2 separate regions of the Drosophila melanogaster genome follow, and region 2 is linked to region 1. The links are chromatin contacts, called in public Hi-C maps. All regions are on one chromosome and are shown on one strand. The core of a region is the stretch at or near the end of the contact, and the rest is flanking DNA. Distances in the headings are between cores, read along the strand shown. Region 1 overlaps frm (farmer). Region 2 overlaps sif (still life).

What was found. Hi-C and Micro-C count contacts between places; a contact is called where the count stands out from the background.
Region 2: a contact with region 1 is called in a Hi-C map of the Kc167 cell line, with 1.6 times the contacts expected there. A contact is called at or near these places in 3 of 107 Hi-C or Micro-C datasets (the Kc167 cell line, embryo and leg imaginal disc).

The regions. Positions count from the first base shown.
Region 1 is chr3L:5,539,527-5,546,955 of dm6, forward strand. It overlaps frm (farmer), which reads right to left. Exons shown (of 8, transcript NM_001144417.3): 2 at 5,446-5,575; 3 at 1,808-1,846; 4 at 1,553-1,741; 5 at 1,426-1,488; 6 at 1,094-1,360; 7 at 1-1,033. Among named protein-coding and RNA genes, the nearest start is that of CG13285, 7.5 kb to the left of the region's middle.
Region 2 is chr3L:5,671,846-5,679,274 of dm6, forward strand. It overlaps sif (still life), which reads left to right. Exons shown (of 35, transcript NM_001104049.4): 7 at 1,222-1,420; 8 at 1,702-1,857; 9 at 1,927-2,231; 10 at 2,530-2,876; 11 at 2,945-3,363; 12 at 4,432-4,600; 13 at 4,666-4,914; 14 at 4,974-5,103. It overlaps CG46320, which reads left to right. Exons shown (of 36, transcript NM_001347802.1): 7 at 1,249-1,420; 8 at 1,702-1,857; 9 at 1,927-2,231; 10 at 2,530-2,876; 11 at 2,945-3,363; 12 at 4,162-4,218; 13 at 4,432-4,600; 14 at 4,666-4,914; 15 at 4,974-5,103. Among named protein-coding and RNA genes, the nearest start is that of CG46320, 11 kb to the left of the region's middle.

The sequences.
Region 1 (7,429 bases), core at 3,040-5,539:
TTAATCGAGTTCTCCTCACAGTTCGAGTAGTACTCCTGCGGCAGGATGACCACGGGCATTAGGGCGATAACAGCTCCCTTGGGAATCTTGTCCGGCGGATAGAAGGCCGGCTGTCCGGGTGCCTGAGGTATGACCGGCAATTGGGTCAGTGACATGGCGTTTATTATGCTGCCGAAGTTTGCTTGTCCATTGAAGCCGGAAAATTGTTTATTAAAGTCAACGGAGGCGGGATTGGGATAGGAGTTCGTGGTGGTGGTGGTTGTGGTTGAGGTAAGGGTGCTTTTCGATGAGTGCGTCTTATCGGCGTTACAAACACAGGACTGATCGCTGATCGATGGAACATGCAATGGGGGAGAGGGACGTGGCGTTACTTTGGGTTCAACGTAAACGGTAGGAGGTCGGGTCACGGGTTTGTACGGAACGGTCACGGGTTGTTTAGGCACCACAACGGTGGGCACCTGTGGCGTATGGTATTGGATCTGCGGCAGTTTGGTCACCACCTTTTCGAAGGGTCGTGGAGTCGAGGGTTCGTATTGGATCGGAATCGGAGCCGGAGTGGGCACCGGAATGGGAGTCGGAGTCTTGGTCTTGGTCACGTATTTGGGAGTCGGCGGTGGTGGTGGCAAGTAAGTGTGGTTTTCAATATTACCCGTTGTCACTGGCGGTGTGGTAACGCTCTTATTTGGCTTATCCTTCTCAATAGTGATAGCCGGGACCTTTGGCTGTACGATCGTCGTGGTTATTTTTTGGGATGGCGGTTGAGGAGCGGGAACGGGAGCGGGAACATAGGGTTTTGGAGTGTTGGGAAAAGAAGGAGGAATATATGTTAGTGGTGGCTTTGTCGTTACGGATGGTTTCTTAATAGCATAATCATTATTTTGTTCGTAATTCGGCTTATAGACTGTTTTTGGTGGTTCAATTTCAATGACTTGTGAGTATGATGGAGGTGGTTTCGAGATTTTACCCGGTTGGTTTGGTGGCAGATAGCCGGGTGTCTCCTTGTCCGAGTAACGAGGATCGTTGGGAGAGGGTCCTGGAATGCAAAGAGTCCTTTTTTAGCATCTGATATTGAAATGTGTATAGGATGTATTACCTGGTGGGCCGGGACGAGTGGGGCCTGGTGGACCGGGCCGAGTGGGGCCTGGTGGGCCAGGACGAGTGGGGCCTGGTGGTCCTGGTGGTCCGGGACGAGTGGGGCCTGGTGGTCCTGGTGGTCCGGGACGAGTGGGGCCTGTTGGTCCGGGGGGTCCGGGAGGTCCGTAGGGCCCAGGACGAGTGGGTCCAGGTGGGCCGGGTGGTCCCGGTGGTCCCGGTGGTCCGAAAGGTCCAGGCTTAGTGGGTCCCTTGGGTCCGGGAGGTCCTAGAAAATGGGATAAATGTATTTCTTAACATAAAGAACATTTATGGCTGTCATATAACACCTACCAGGTGGTCCGGGTGGTCCAGGTGGGCCGGGGGGTCCGTTGGGTCCATTGGGTCCCTTGGGGCCTGAGAAGCGGGTTCAAATTGTAATAAAAATGTTTGTTAAACATAGATCTAGCAAGGATTCTACCGCCGGGTCCTTTAGGTCCGCCTGGGCCGCCGGGGCCTACGCCGCCGCCGTCTCCCTTGCCGCCATTTCCGCCGAATCCTCCCTCGGGTCCAACAACGTGGACATATGGGGGTGCCGGTGGTCCAGTGGGGCCTTCAACGTGAACATATTTGCCCGAATCATCGTGATAATACCGACCATCGTTAATACCTGCGAATGGTAGTCGAATGAAATGAGTATTCATTGTCATATTCAAAGTTATTCATTATTACTCACCGTTATAGCGTCCGCCATTGCCATTATATTTACCGTTATCTAGATAGTGAATTTAAAGATCATAAAAATTGTTCGATTAAAAACTGTGCCGTAAAAATTTACTTTCTACATGCTCACGTTTTAACTACAGATACTAGCTACTAGTAACTACATAAATTAAACATTACATTAACTACAGCAACTGATTTTCTAAAACTGTTCTAGATAATTGTATAACACTCGAAAATTACAGGCTTACGTTCTAGACCGACACCAAATAACAACAAAAATCATAACAACAAAGCAAACAAGTAGGATGGAGTTAGTATTAAAGTATGGGCTTAGTTGGGGGATCAGGAACACCGAAAACCAAACTAAAATAAATCATAGGTGTTAATTGTTAGTTGCGTTTATAGAATTGATTAATAGTCATTGCTCAAGCGGATTTTTTTTTTACATATTCATGTGCCGTGTAATTATTTTACAATATATGTGTGTACTTGTGTGGTTGTCGTGGTGTATTGGTGTGGGTGTGTGTATCTGTGTGTGGATGGGTGGGTGGGTGTTGAACTGAAGAATCGGTGCAAGCATGGGTGATATAACTGTGATCCGATCTCAGCCAAATGCGCGCTGAGACACAGAATTTGTGATCAATTCGTATTGATTTTCATTTCATTTAATAACTTTTTGTGCAGAAAGGATAGAAAGTGAGGTATAGGTAATATATAAAGATTGGGATTGTGCGCTCTTAGGAAAGGTGCTCTGATAAAGGATAACTGAAATCAAAAACGTGCCCTAGCATTGCCTCACTTATATATGTGTGTATATGGTCTTTTTTGGGAGAATTGCAAAATAGGATTATAGAAAATATCGAAATTAGGTGTGAAATCATTGTTTCTTGGCTGAAAATAAACAAATAGTTTCTTAAAATAGTTTAAAGTTTAAGTAAGAATTATTGTAATGAAGACATACGTTTAAGATTGCTATCTTACGAACTAAAAGCCTTGAAGAGAGAAATTTGAACGAACTGATCGCGCAATAAGATGAGAAATTTATCGATGTGCCATTGGAACCTCTTTACATTGGGTAACACCATATCAGGTTACATTTCATCCGCATCCTCCACAGCTCGTTCAAATTTAGCTCTCCATGAGTAGAGAAATCGTTGGAGGGCTAACCTGGAGTGTATGGAATGGCCCCAGGAAAACCGGTCTCTGTGTGCGTGTAGGTGCTCGTGTAGGTTCCCTCATTATCCGGGCGATACTGGCCACTGGCTTCGATTCCGAAACCGCTGGCGGCACCCGTGCCCGTACGATCGCCACCAACAGCGCCACCGTTTCCGGTGTTATAGCGACCGCCGTTTCCGGCGGTATAACGATCGCCAGAGCCGGCGGCACCACCGTTTCCGGTGGTGTAACGGTCGCCAGCACCGACGCCGCCACCGTTTCCGGTGACATAACGGTCGCCGGCACCGACGCCGCCTCCGTTTCCGCTGATATAACGATCGCCGGCACCGGCACCGCCACCGTTTCCGGTGCTGATGCGATCACCGGAACCGTTTCCGGAACCGTCGCCCAGGCCAGTGCGATCGCCATCCTTGTAGACCGGTTTTCCTGAGGCTCCTCCTCCCGCGCCGACTGGACCCAGGCCGCCAGGTGGTCCCGGTGGTCCCGGAGGACCCTTGGGTCCCTTTGGTCCATTCGGGCCACCCGGGCCATTGGGTCCGAAACCGCCAACGCCTCCAAATCCTCCGTTTCCACCGAAACCGCCGCCAGAGCCGCTGCCTCCATTGCCTCCATTTCCGCCATTGGGTCCAATCACATGGACATAGGGATTACTATCCGGCACGTACTGGCCATCATCTAAAAGGACACAAACTATGCAGTTTCCGATCCGCAGATCCCTTCTCTAGCTCATTGCTCACTGTTGCTGCCCGGTAGCAGGGTGTTCACCGAATGGAAGGACGGCGCCTGATCGCCGGGATGGCTGAGATCCGAATGACCCTTGTCCGTGCCAAAGATCCCCGTGCCCTGCGGCACCAGTGGACCAGTGGGCTTGTGGATGGGCAGACTCTTCTGGTCGGAGCCCTTGATCACAATTGTGTTGGCTGAGAACGATGGTATCGCATCGTTGCTGCCGCCTTTGTTCTTAAACTGGAAAATATGTGTAGGTGCATCGGATTAGAAGGGGTCCTTGAGGCGTTTCTACGCATTTCCAAGAATCTTCATTAAACAAACAGCCCTACGGTGGGTTGAATTCTAAGAAATGAGCAGAAACCGCCCGAGGAGAACCCCATCAACCCTTACATCATCTAGGAAGAATGGGACGCCGTGCTGGGCACCATTCGCAAACTTTCCACATCCGATGGGGAAGTACAGTTCCTCCCACTGCAGCACAATGCCAGGCTCGGATGGACCACCGTTGGTCTCGCTGTACAGATGGGGCGGGAATGTCTCCACTGGCTTCTCCGGCTCCACGGTGCGGTAACCGTGGGCATCGGCCACGTAGTGTGTTGCCCGGAGGAGGTGGTAGGGATCGATCAGGCCATAGCAGCCGTAGGTAACTCCATCGGGACCGCGGGTCTCGTGATGGAAGTTGCCGGTCTTGCCGACATCGTAGCCATACCTATAGGCATCTTTTGGTTGATCGTGTTCGTGTCGATTTGGATTGGTTTTTGATTTGGTGGGGTTTTGGTTTGGTTTGGAAGAGTAATGTTTAGAGTATAACGCTTTTGTTTGGTGTGATTGCTTGCAGTTTTTGGTTTGTAGTGCTGTGAGGACCTGTAAATGGTGTGTTTATATAACCCTAAGACTCTCGACTAACTGACTGTGATCTAACTGCTCTAAAAAGGGCGCTGTAACTGAAAGTTTCACGAAGAACCTAATCAGATGAGGTTTGTATAAGGAAAATGTTGGTGTTTTTTGTGTGCTGTTGTTGATTGGGTATTTTTCAAGTATTTTTTCGGTTTTTGTTCGGAGTAATCAATTTGGAGGTGGTGTGGTAGATTTATGAGTATGCGAAGCATTTTTAAAGAGGTTTCATGTAGAACTTTTCTCCACTGAAGAGCAAATGCCTACACAAAACTGTAGAAAGAAGTGTAAATTTATATGTAAGAGGAGGAGAAAGTAGCATAGAATAAGAGAGAGGAGAGATATAGGTAATGGTTGATTGATTGTTGAGCGTGTATATATTTACAATTTGATACTACGAGTTCTACTGGGTGAGTTTAGTAAAGCTGCTACGGAAATATATATAAATTTATATATATTATATATATATAGGAGGGTACTACAATTGGTGGTTGTTTCGGTTTTTGGGGGGTTTAGATTAATTGATGTAAGTCGATTGAACTATCAAAGGGTTTGAAGGGGGCAGTACAAATACTTATGACTACGATACTACTAACTACTACGATAACAATTTGTTGTTGGTCAAGTTAACTACTTAGATGGTATATATGTAAATAACAAAAACGAAGACTAACTAACTGCATGGATGGGTCAGATAAGAAATGGATGGGCAGTACAAAATCAACTGATTTTTACATAGTTAATGAATTGAATTGGGGGATTGTTCTAGTTTTACTTTTCGGATGTTTGGGATGGATTCAAGCGGCTTAGATAGACACGGATATGAAATTGTTAAACGGATTCACTTACTTGTGTCAATGTTTGACGAATAGTACTGACGGTTCGTTGTCTTTTGGTCGTCAATGTCGAGAATTAGACGACGGTTCTGCTCATCGAACTTAGCAGAGTAGACGCATTGCAAGAAAATGCATGCGACGGCCTGGAAAAAACCAAAGGCGAATGATTAATGAAACTGTCCAACGAAAAACGCAAATCCTACAACTGTCGAAAGATTTGTCACATTCATGGCACGCCCCCACAGAAACCGAGCTAGTATCTCAAAGACTTAAGTCTTGGCATGACTTGGCTCGGCTCGGCTCAATTTGCATACTCCGTTTAGAGATGAGTCAAATGCCCGAGCTCGTTTTTGGTTATTTGTATCTCCAACAACAGGCCCAAGCAAATCAGCAGCCATTTAGATCCGGTTCGATTCGAAACCGTGGCAAAGAAAAATACAGCACATACAAAAAAAAAAAAAAATCCGTTCACCAAAACCACTGGCAAAATGTCAAAGGCATAATAATCGAATCACAACGCATTCTTGGCTCACACTCGTCAAATGTTGACGGACTTTTTAGCAAACTGGAACTGGAGTTTGCGATTTGGCAGAACATGCTAATTTCCCAAGATTTGTCACAGTCGACCAAGAAAAACTAGTTGGCTTCCACTGACAGTAATGGACAATTAGCTTAGTTCTAAATGCACTTGCTGGCATTCTGAGTGACATCGCCAAATCGATTACCACTAACCACTTAGCATCAGGTTTTAGCTCTCAACTGGCCCACATATTCGTAATAATCGTTGGATCATCTTTTGGCCGAAAATCTCAGCCTGAATAGCTGAGATTACGAAACTTATCCGTTCGTCGATTTGCATATATTGCCCATAGAATTAATAAACACAAGCCAAGTTCCGGCATCGCCAAGACTTCCTTATGAAAACGAGTTATCTTAACCCCATCCTAATACAGAATTAAAACATCATAATTCTTAAATATGTCGCTGAGTTCGTAGCCAAAAAATCAGGTGCGGTGTATATAACCTTCGCGTTATGCTAAATAATCGATTGGCTTATATGAATTGATGGATTTGTTCGCGTCCAAATTGAGACTCCATCTCTTCGTCGAGGGTGTGTTTGCCTTAAGGTTAAAGAGGGATTGCAGTAATTAAAGTGGAAACAATGGCATTTTATGGTTAACACCCGCCATAGCTTCCATCTACCAATGGCTGCGATAAGGTCAATAATTTAGCGTCTTTGTGGGTGCAAACAAAGTGGAAACCAAACCATGTGAAGGAAACCCAAAAAATGCGGCGACAAAACAAATGAATTTCTAATAAAACAAATTTATTTGCCTATCGCGGCCATCAAACGGGTCCGAGATTCAAGACTGAGATTCCAATGGCGAATAAAAAGAGAAAAATATGAAATCTCATTAATGCAAATCGGTGGCTCGACGGATAACTGTCTTTTGATTGGCATATCTTCAAGTTTAAATTGTTGCCAAATCGCCTGCTCCAAAATCTCCACCACTAATAAATAATACAGAAATTATGCACAACAATCGCAGAGTCTATGGAAAGAGCATTTTTTGTTTTTAATTTACTATGCCATGCTATCCAGCAGTTGTTGACAGCAGAGGTCGTTTCCATCTCACCCACATAATCGAGCCTCAGGGCAAGTTTTTCATAAAAAATGTGTTTTTTTTACGAATTTCATTCCTCGCATTTCACATTGCATGCCTGCCATGGAAGTCGATGGAAAAACTGGTGGTTAAATATTACTAAAGTTTCTCATTATTTTCGGTCCTTATTGATTTTTAACTTATTACGGCAGTTGATTACATTTGAAACTTTGTCTTTCACCCATGGGAAACTAACATATTGAGCAAGTTTTTCTCTAGCAAAAGTCGGGGGAAACTGTTTTCGTTGACATGACGGAAATACGAAAATGGTGATGGATTGATTGATGTGACTTGCTGGTGGAAAAATACCATTGATTTGGTAATAATGAAAGT
Region 2 (7,429 bases), core at 1,991-4,490, 130 kb after region 1:
TTATGTATGAATATATTTTCAAATCGATTCGTTTGCATTTTACGTGTGCCACAATACCAAAAAACTGAAAACCCAAACTAATTTTCCGATAATAACTGAATGAAAATGCCTGAAAAATGTCTGTAAATTCAAAAATTTCAATTCGACCGCAATGATGATCGATAAACAATGTATATAACTGTGGAATCGTACAAATGAAAATGCAAAAGAAAAACGCAAAACGCTTTAAAACAATCGCACGTATCCTCTACTACAATACCGTTACCTATCCCCTACAATCCGTTTCCGACGAGCCCTAATCCGATCCCCCCATCCCGAGAATCCTGATCCATCCTCCCCCAATCCAAGATCCCATGCAAGTGGGCGGTTTACGAATCGAAGCAATTTTCAAAAATCCAAATCAGCTTCACTCCAGTGAGAGTTAGATTTGATAGTTAGGATCAGCAATAGTTGAAGATATAGCGCATATATATATATATTCTTGGAGCATCATTTATCGCCTCGAAGGCGGCTTCCATGGAGGTTTCTGAAACCAAATCGAATCCATACGAATCGAAAATAGTTATATTCAAGCAAACGCACATGCTTACAATAAATTGTTCAAGTTAACCCCAATCAAAGTTGTATAATCAAAAGAAATGTTAACGTTAGGCTAAGTAAATGTTCAGCTTAAGACAAGCTATATCGCTTAACATAACTATCAAGTTATTAGTTACCAAACTGCGCTAAGCGCCCAAAAGGGATTGAGAGAAGATACCCAATGGCAAAACTGCTCTAAACTTCAAGAACCAATCAAAAGCTCGTTTGTGTCCCGCACACTCTACTACTACTACTTCCATAAACTGCTTTCACTATCTAGATATACTGTTGTACGCAAGTAGATCAAGGCTTTTAGCATCCAAAGTCAAGCTTCAAACTCTTCTATCTGCACCCTCTACTATTGCTACTCGTAGAAGTAGTTCTCTAAGATATTTCAGAACACTATCCTTTCGTTACTAAGCAAACAACACAGACACGCCTACTTCGCCGAGTTCTGGACTCGTGCCACAGATCTCCAAGGAGAATTAACCCCAGGTGATATATATACATACTGGGTGTTAAGCGAATAGTTAGACAGTGAGAGAGAGGAGACAGAGATTAGATTGAGAGTGAGGAGAAACCGCACACACAGAACCTTGTAATCCCAATCAACTAACCTAATGATAGTGCGACGTTTTACAGTCGCCTTCTTTCAAATTTTCACGAAAGGCCTCGTCGTCGTACTCGCTGAAATTGGATCCCCCCGGCAAGGGCAAGGTGAAGGCCAAGCGAAAGCCGCTCAGCACTCCGGCGTCGCCGTCGCGCGTCCGCCAGGAGCCCCAGTGCACCTGCATGTCCGCCGAGCAGTATGCGCGCCTGCGAACCGATCCCCGTGTTAGAGGTGAGATTACTACTCCATAAGACCCCGTGAAAAAAACACACACACTAAGATAAAGACAAAGAATGCAAGAGAGAGAGAGAGAGAGAGAGAGAGAGCCCCGATGAAAGTGCTCGCCAGCAGCGAGTTAGCCCGATTCTTGATTTGATTCCATTTTGAGTTTCCGACACCCAAGCCAATCCTCAGTTTGTAACTCGAACATTTGCGAACTCAGTGCTTAGCGACTAGGCGACAAGATCCACCGCATCCCCACCCATCAAAACTCACCGCCATCCTCATTGCAGGTTCATCCACTTTGCCGCGTAACGTTGGTTCGCACCGAATCACCGACGTCGACGGCCAGCAGCAGGTTGGCTCCGGAAAAGTGGTCAGTGCGGTGAGCAGCACCTCGCTGTACGACAACGTGGCCAGCGGTGGTCCCGGTACCAACCAGGGAGCAGGTGAGTCCACTCCCGTCATCTACATATGTTCGAAAACCCATCTAATTTGAATATTCATCCAATCATTAGATACCCTGCCGCGTCAGATGAAGGGCGGTCAGCAGGATAGACAGGATGTGGCCAATAGTGGAGTCAATACCAACACTCCTGGCGTAATTGTCACCGGCGTTGGCAACGTCGGCTCCGATATGTGCGGCCAAAATCACGTGGGCTCACAGGTGGGCAACGATGACCCGGCCGCGTGCCAAATGGACATGGATCTCTCGAAGAGCGAGGGCACACAGGCCGGCGGCGGACTGCATCAGAGCGTGGGCACATGCACCTCCTCCTCCAAGGGCACCGGCACCCGCAACAAGGACTTTGGCGATGATATGGTAAGTTTGTTGTTGCATACGAAACACGGAAGAAAAATAGGAGTCTAGAAAGTTAGAGGATACATAAATAAAAATTAAAAGCATCTTCGGAAAGCCATGAAATCTTTTTCCGGCGTGGCAAAAAACCATATAATCAAATTACATAATTCCAAAAAATATCACAGATAGTTTAGGACTGAATAGGGACCAATTTCTGCGGCACCAGCATCTGCTTTTAGGTCATATTTTCGCTGTGTGCAGCAAACAAGCTCTGCCACCCACTAACTAACCACCTGCCACACCCACTTTCCGCCAACAGACACGCGACGCGCACTCGCACGACATGCACCAGCATAATGTAATCAACAACAACACCCGGCGGAAGACCAAGAGCACCGAGGACATGAACGTGGACACCAGCACGCTGAAGCGCATGCTGAAACCGATGCCCAGCACCGAGTCGCCGGTGACCTCGCCGGAGATGGGGCGTCGTCGCTATAACTACTACAACGCGAATGCGGCCCAGACATTGGGCCACCCGCCGCACATGCACCAGCATGGAATGGCGATGGGAATGGGCGGTGGCGGAGGCGGCGGCCACCACATCATGAACAACAACACGATGGGCCGTGCCAGCAGTCAGTCGTCGCGATTCTCCGGCTCGAGGTCGGTGTAATTGTTTGTTTGTTTGGATTTCGCTTGCTTAACGTAGTTTGTTATTTCTGCCCATGCAGATCCTCGCATGAAATCGGACGCGGCTATCCGCCACGTAATCTGTACTTGGAACTGGAGCGGGAACGTAGCTGCATCGAGGGTTCGCCGCCCTCGGACAATGTTATGTTCGACAACCAGTGCTATGCGACCACGCCGAGCTCCAGCAATGGCAACTCGGATCAGGATCAATCCTACGGACAGCAGCAATCATCGGGTCAGCATCCCCAGCAGCAGCAGGGACCGCCGCAGCGATCCTCGCGACATCAGCACCATCATCAGCAGGCTCCCAATGTGACACCCACTCCGGGCTCACCCACTTCGCGGCTGCTACTCGAGTACGAGATGCATCTGAGGAACACTCTGGCCAAGGGCATGGATGCCGAATCCTACAGTCTGCACACTTTCGAAGCCCTGCTCTCGCAGAGCATGGAGAATTTGGGTGAGCCAACTCGAAAGTCACGAGACTTGACCACGTTTTCGTTACCATTTATTTTTGGTTAGCTCTTTATTCACCTATGTTCTCGTTGTTGTGGTAGCTGAGCATTTTGTTATTCCGTTTCTTTTGCTTCGCTTAATTGAATTTCTTTCTTAATTAGCTTTTGGGTAGCGAAATTCACTAGGAGACACAACAACCTGTCAGTTGGCCAATCGAACCCATGTCAGCGGTCTTTTAAAGTCAGGTTCTTTGTTTGGGGTTGGGTGAATTGCCGCGGGAATGGCTTGATAATCTGATTAAATGGCGGAGATGGAATGTTCACTGTTGTAATTGAGAAGGATTGGCAGAGGCTTGAAAAGGGAACAAAGAATTTCAAATGAGTAAAAGCGGCATCTGGTTCATTGTTTAAATCATAAAATCAATTCATTGAACTACTTAATTAAAGTATTGTCTAAAGTCTTTGAACTTCCAAAATGGGATCAGGAGGATTTTTTATCAGAATTAATATACTAATAAACTAGTGACCGATATATCTAGCTTATCTATTACATTTTACTTCAAACTTTTTTTCGTTTTCCTAAAATGTACGTAATTTTGTCTATATTTATTATCCCGTTCTTTAACAATATACCATAATTGCTATCCATGTCACTTCATGAAATGCTCATTCATTACCTCTCCTCGCATTGCCTAACGACACATGAACATCAACAACCAACAACACCACGAACAACTACAACTACAACTACAACTAACAACCACAACAACCCAACAACAATTCAACAAATCAACAATCATCAGAATTCGCTGAAAGCCTACCCGGATCGAACCAGCGCAGCCCATATCCACTACGTAGGCGTAAGTAGTCCATCCATTCCGGATCCGCACGATATCTTCCAGATTTAATGCTCTAGCTTGTACTCATACGATCTCAGTTCGATGCGAATTGAAGCCATAAGTCGATTGCATTTGCCTGACATAGATTTTGGAATGCTTTCAATTAGGATTGAATTTGGATTTGAAAATCGAACTGAACTAATTCCATTCCATGCAATGTATCTTTATCCACAGCCAATGCGAAATCTTCCACGCTGCCATTGCCGCCACATCGACCATTGTCTACCATTCGCGATAAGGAGAGGGATCGCGATCGTGATGGTTACTACAGTGATCGCAATGAGTTGATCAGGGAGCGGGAACGCGAACGCGATCGTGGCTATCTATCGGATCACAATTCCAGGTTAGTAAAATAGCAAAAACTAAGATAATGAGATTGCTAAACTAATTTCGGTTTTTATCTTGCAGTTTCTCCAACTCGCGATGCGCCTCTTGCATTGGCGAATCGGCTCGTGCCCAGTGGTTCCGTCACTCGGATGGCTGGCGTTCCGGAAGTTCCACTATTGGATCCGGATCGGGTCATGGCATGATGACCCAGCAGATTCCTGGCTCCGGTCACAAACGTTCGCCCTGGGATTCGCTGCCTTCATTGCGACAGGATAGCAGTCTCAACGATTCGGGTTACAAGAGTGCTCGTGCCGATTCCCTAGAACAACGGTAAGTGTTAACATATCTTTTTATACAATATCATAAATTATAATAATCATACATTACAGTGCCGAGTTTATACGTCAGGATAGTTTGCGATCAGAGTATTTGAGCGATCGCGAGTCACGCTACGGAATTGTTCAACAGGCTTCCATTGAGAGCACCGATTCAAGGATGTGCTATCTAACATCATCAGAGGTGAGTACTCTTCTTTGCTAACTCAAATAATGAAGTCATAAGTTGTGTGAATGTTAAGAAATCCTTTTAAGTCAGAATATAAAGAAAGCAGTCTTATATGAATCCGTAAACATTGGGGCTCTGAGAACATAGAAGTAATACATTTTCCGCTGAATTTCAATATGCAAAGGTCTCAAAGAAAAGTCAGAGAATTGAAAGGAAAATAATAACATCGTTATAGACTTCATAGCTTTCACAAGCATAGCTTTCACTAGCATCGTACATTATTAAATTTAACTCTGAATTTTACCTAGAGATTAAGAAAAAGTATCTCTACGAACCTGCTTCCTTGACCTCACCTACATAAATATTAGATTATTCACCTCAAGTAAAAGTCGCCAGCAAAGTCACTCCTCAATATTGCATTACCCACTCTCGATGGACTGCCTCGAAATGTAATTTCCCATTCCCAGAGAATGCAGTTTCCTAAGCGCTCCGCATTCGTCATAAGCCAGCATCCGACATCAATTGCTCAAATTCAAATTCTCGTTGGCGGCGGAGCCATGAACTCCCCGCCTTCCATCCCGTTACGCCCTTTGACCCCACGACCCGCCCCTTTGTGGGCTGTGCTATTTATAGAGAGCCAACTGGGTCAACAGTAGCAACAGAAGCTGTAACGCTAACAGCACCGACTCCTCTACCTTTCGAATGTTAAATCCGGCAGAGCTCAAGCCTCTGTTATATCCGTCATATATGATATATATATATATATAATATATATATATATTTGTATGTATAAATATGGCATAGGTATATATTTTATGTGTATTTGCTTATTCAAAGCCGAAAAACGTCGCGGCAAATGAGCGGGGGAAAGTCAAATGCAGCATAAATGATATTTTTAGTTGCAGCCCCAAAGCTGACCCAGTTAACGTTGATTAAAAACAAACTGCCATACTCACACACACACACACACACACTCTAACATACACAAAGTCGAACACCTAGAGAGCAGGACGACAGGCGCAGGACTCCCCAACCAACAACAGGATGTAAAGCCCCGAAATACTTTCTCTTGGTCTTCTGATTCCTTTTTTGCCCAACTTCCTGCGATGATAGATGGGTCTGTGTTGATGGTGATGATAATGATGATGACGATGATGAGTATATATATATATATATATATATAGGGGGATATATCCCCTTTCCGCCTACGCCCTCGTCTAGTGGGCGTGGCGCTTGCATATTAATTGGCCACTCAAGGCATTTGTCTAGTTAGTGCCAAATTTATATGTCGCCTTGACACTAATGAGGCCTGCAACTCTACTTGCATCTTGGTGGAGCACGGAGCAGCAGGGCCATTCCATTGTTACACTGACACACAAAACGGAGAACTCGATGTTCCTATTGCTTCTCTACAAGTTTTTCCCCCTTCGATTTCCCCCACAGACTTTTCCAGCCTTCCTGCTGCGGCGCATGCGCATTGGCCGTGCTCTCGTCGGCTCGGCTTTCTGGTCGTTTCGTTTTGGTTTTCCAGGCTTTTCAGTTTTCCAGCTGCGAAAGAGAAGCTTTCGGCTGCTTCTGCTGCTCTGCCGATTTTCCCGCTGCTGCGATTTTCCCAGTGCCGTTCGCGCTCCGCTCCGCTTGCCGCTGTCATTGCTGCTCTGCTGTTTTGCTGTTTTGCTGGCGATACGCTAACTTTTGCTCTGTCGTTTTATAATCAACCGAAATTCCGGGAAGCGTGTGTGGGTGTGTGCCTGCCTGCCTGCCTGCGTACGTATACGTACCGTACGTGTGTGTGCGTGCGCGTGCCAGATTTGCAACTTACGAAAATATTGCAATAAATAAAGTTTCCGGGTTAGCCAGAGCCACAGACTAAGCTGCGAAAAGAGTTTTTCTTCATCGAGCCACCGCCACACAATGGAAAATTGTGTATAAAAAATTGTTTTAAAATTCATCCATCGAGCGGCAGTAACTGCAATTTTCTCTCATGTACATGCATACAGCATGTGTGTGCTTGTGTGTGTGTGTGTGTGTGTGAGTGAGCGGCGCTCCAAAGTATGCAACGTGTGGAAAAATTCACTTTATTGCAATTTTGTTGAACGTGAACGATAGACAGCGAAATAGCAAGCAGCAGAAAGCAGAAATCAGCAACCAGCAGAAATCAACAGCAACAACAATCAAGCAGCCTCAGCTCAACCAGAACTCAACACGACAATAATAATAACAATAAAAGGAGAGCTACAAGCACGTTAAGCAAGTAAATGTCAATAAAAAAGGGCGAAAGCGGCCCAATAATGTCAGTCAGTGAGTGAGTGAGTGTTTTATGTGTTTTTGTGTGTCAAGC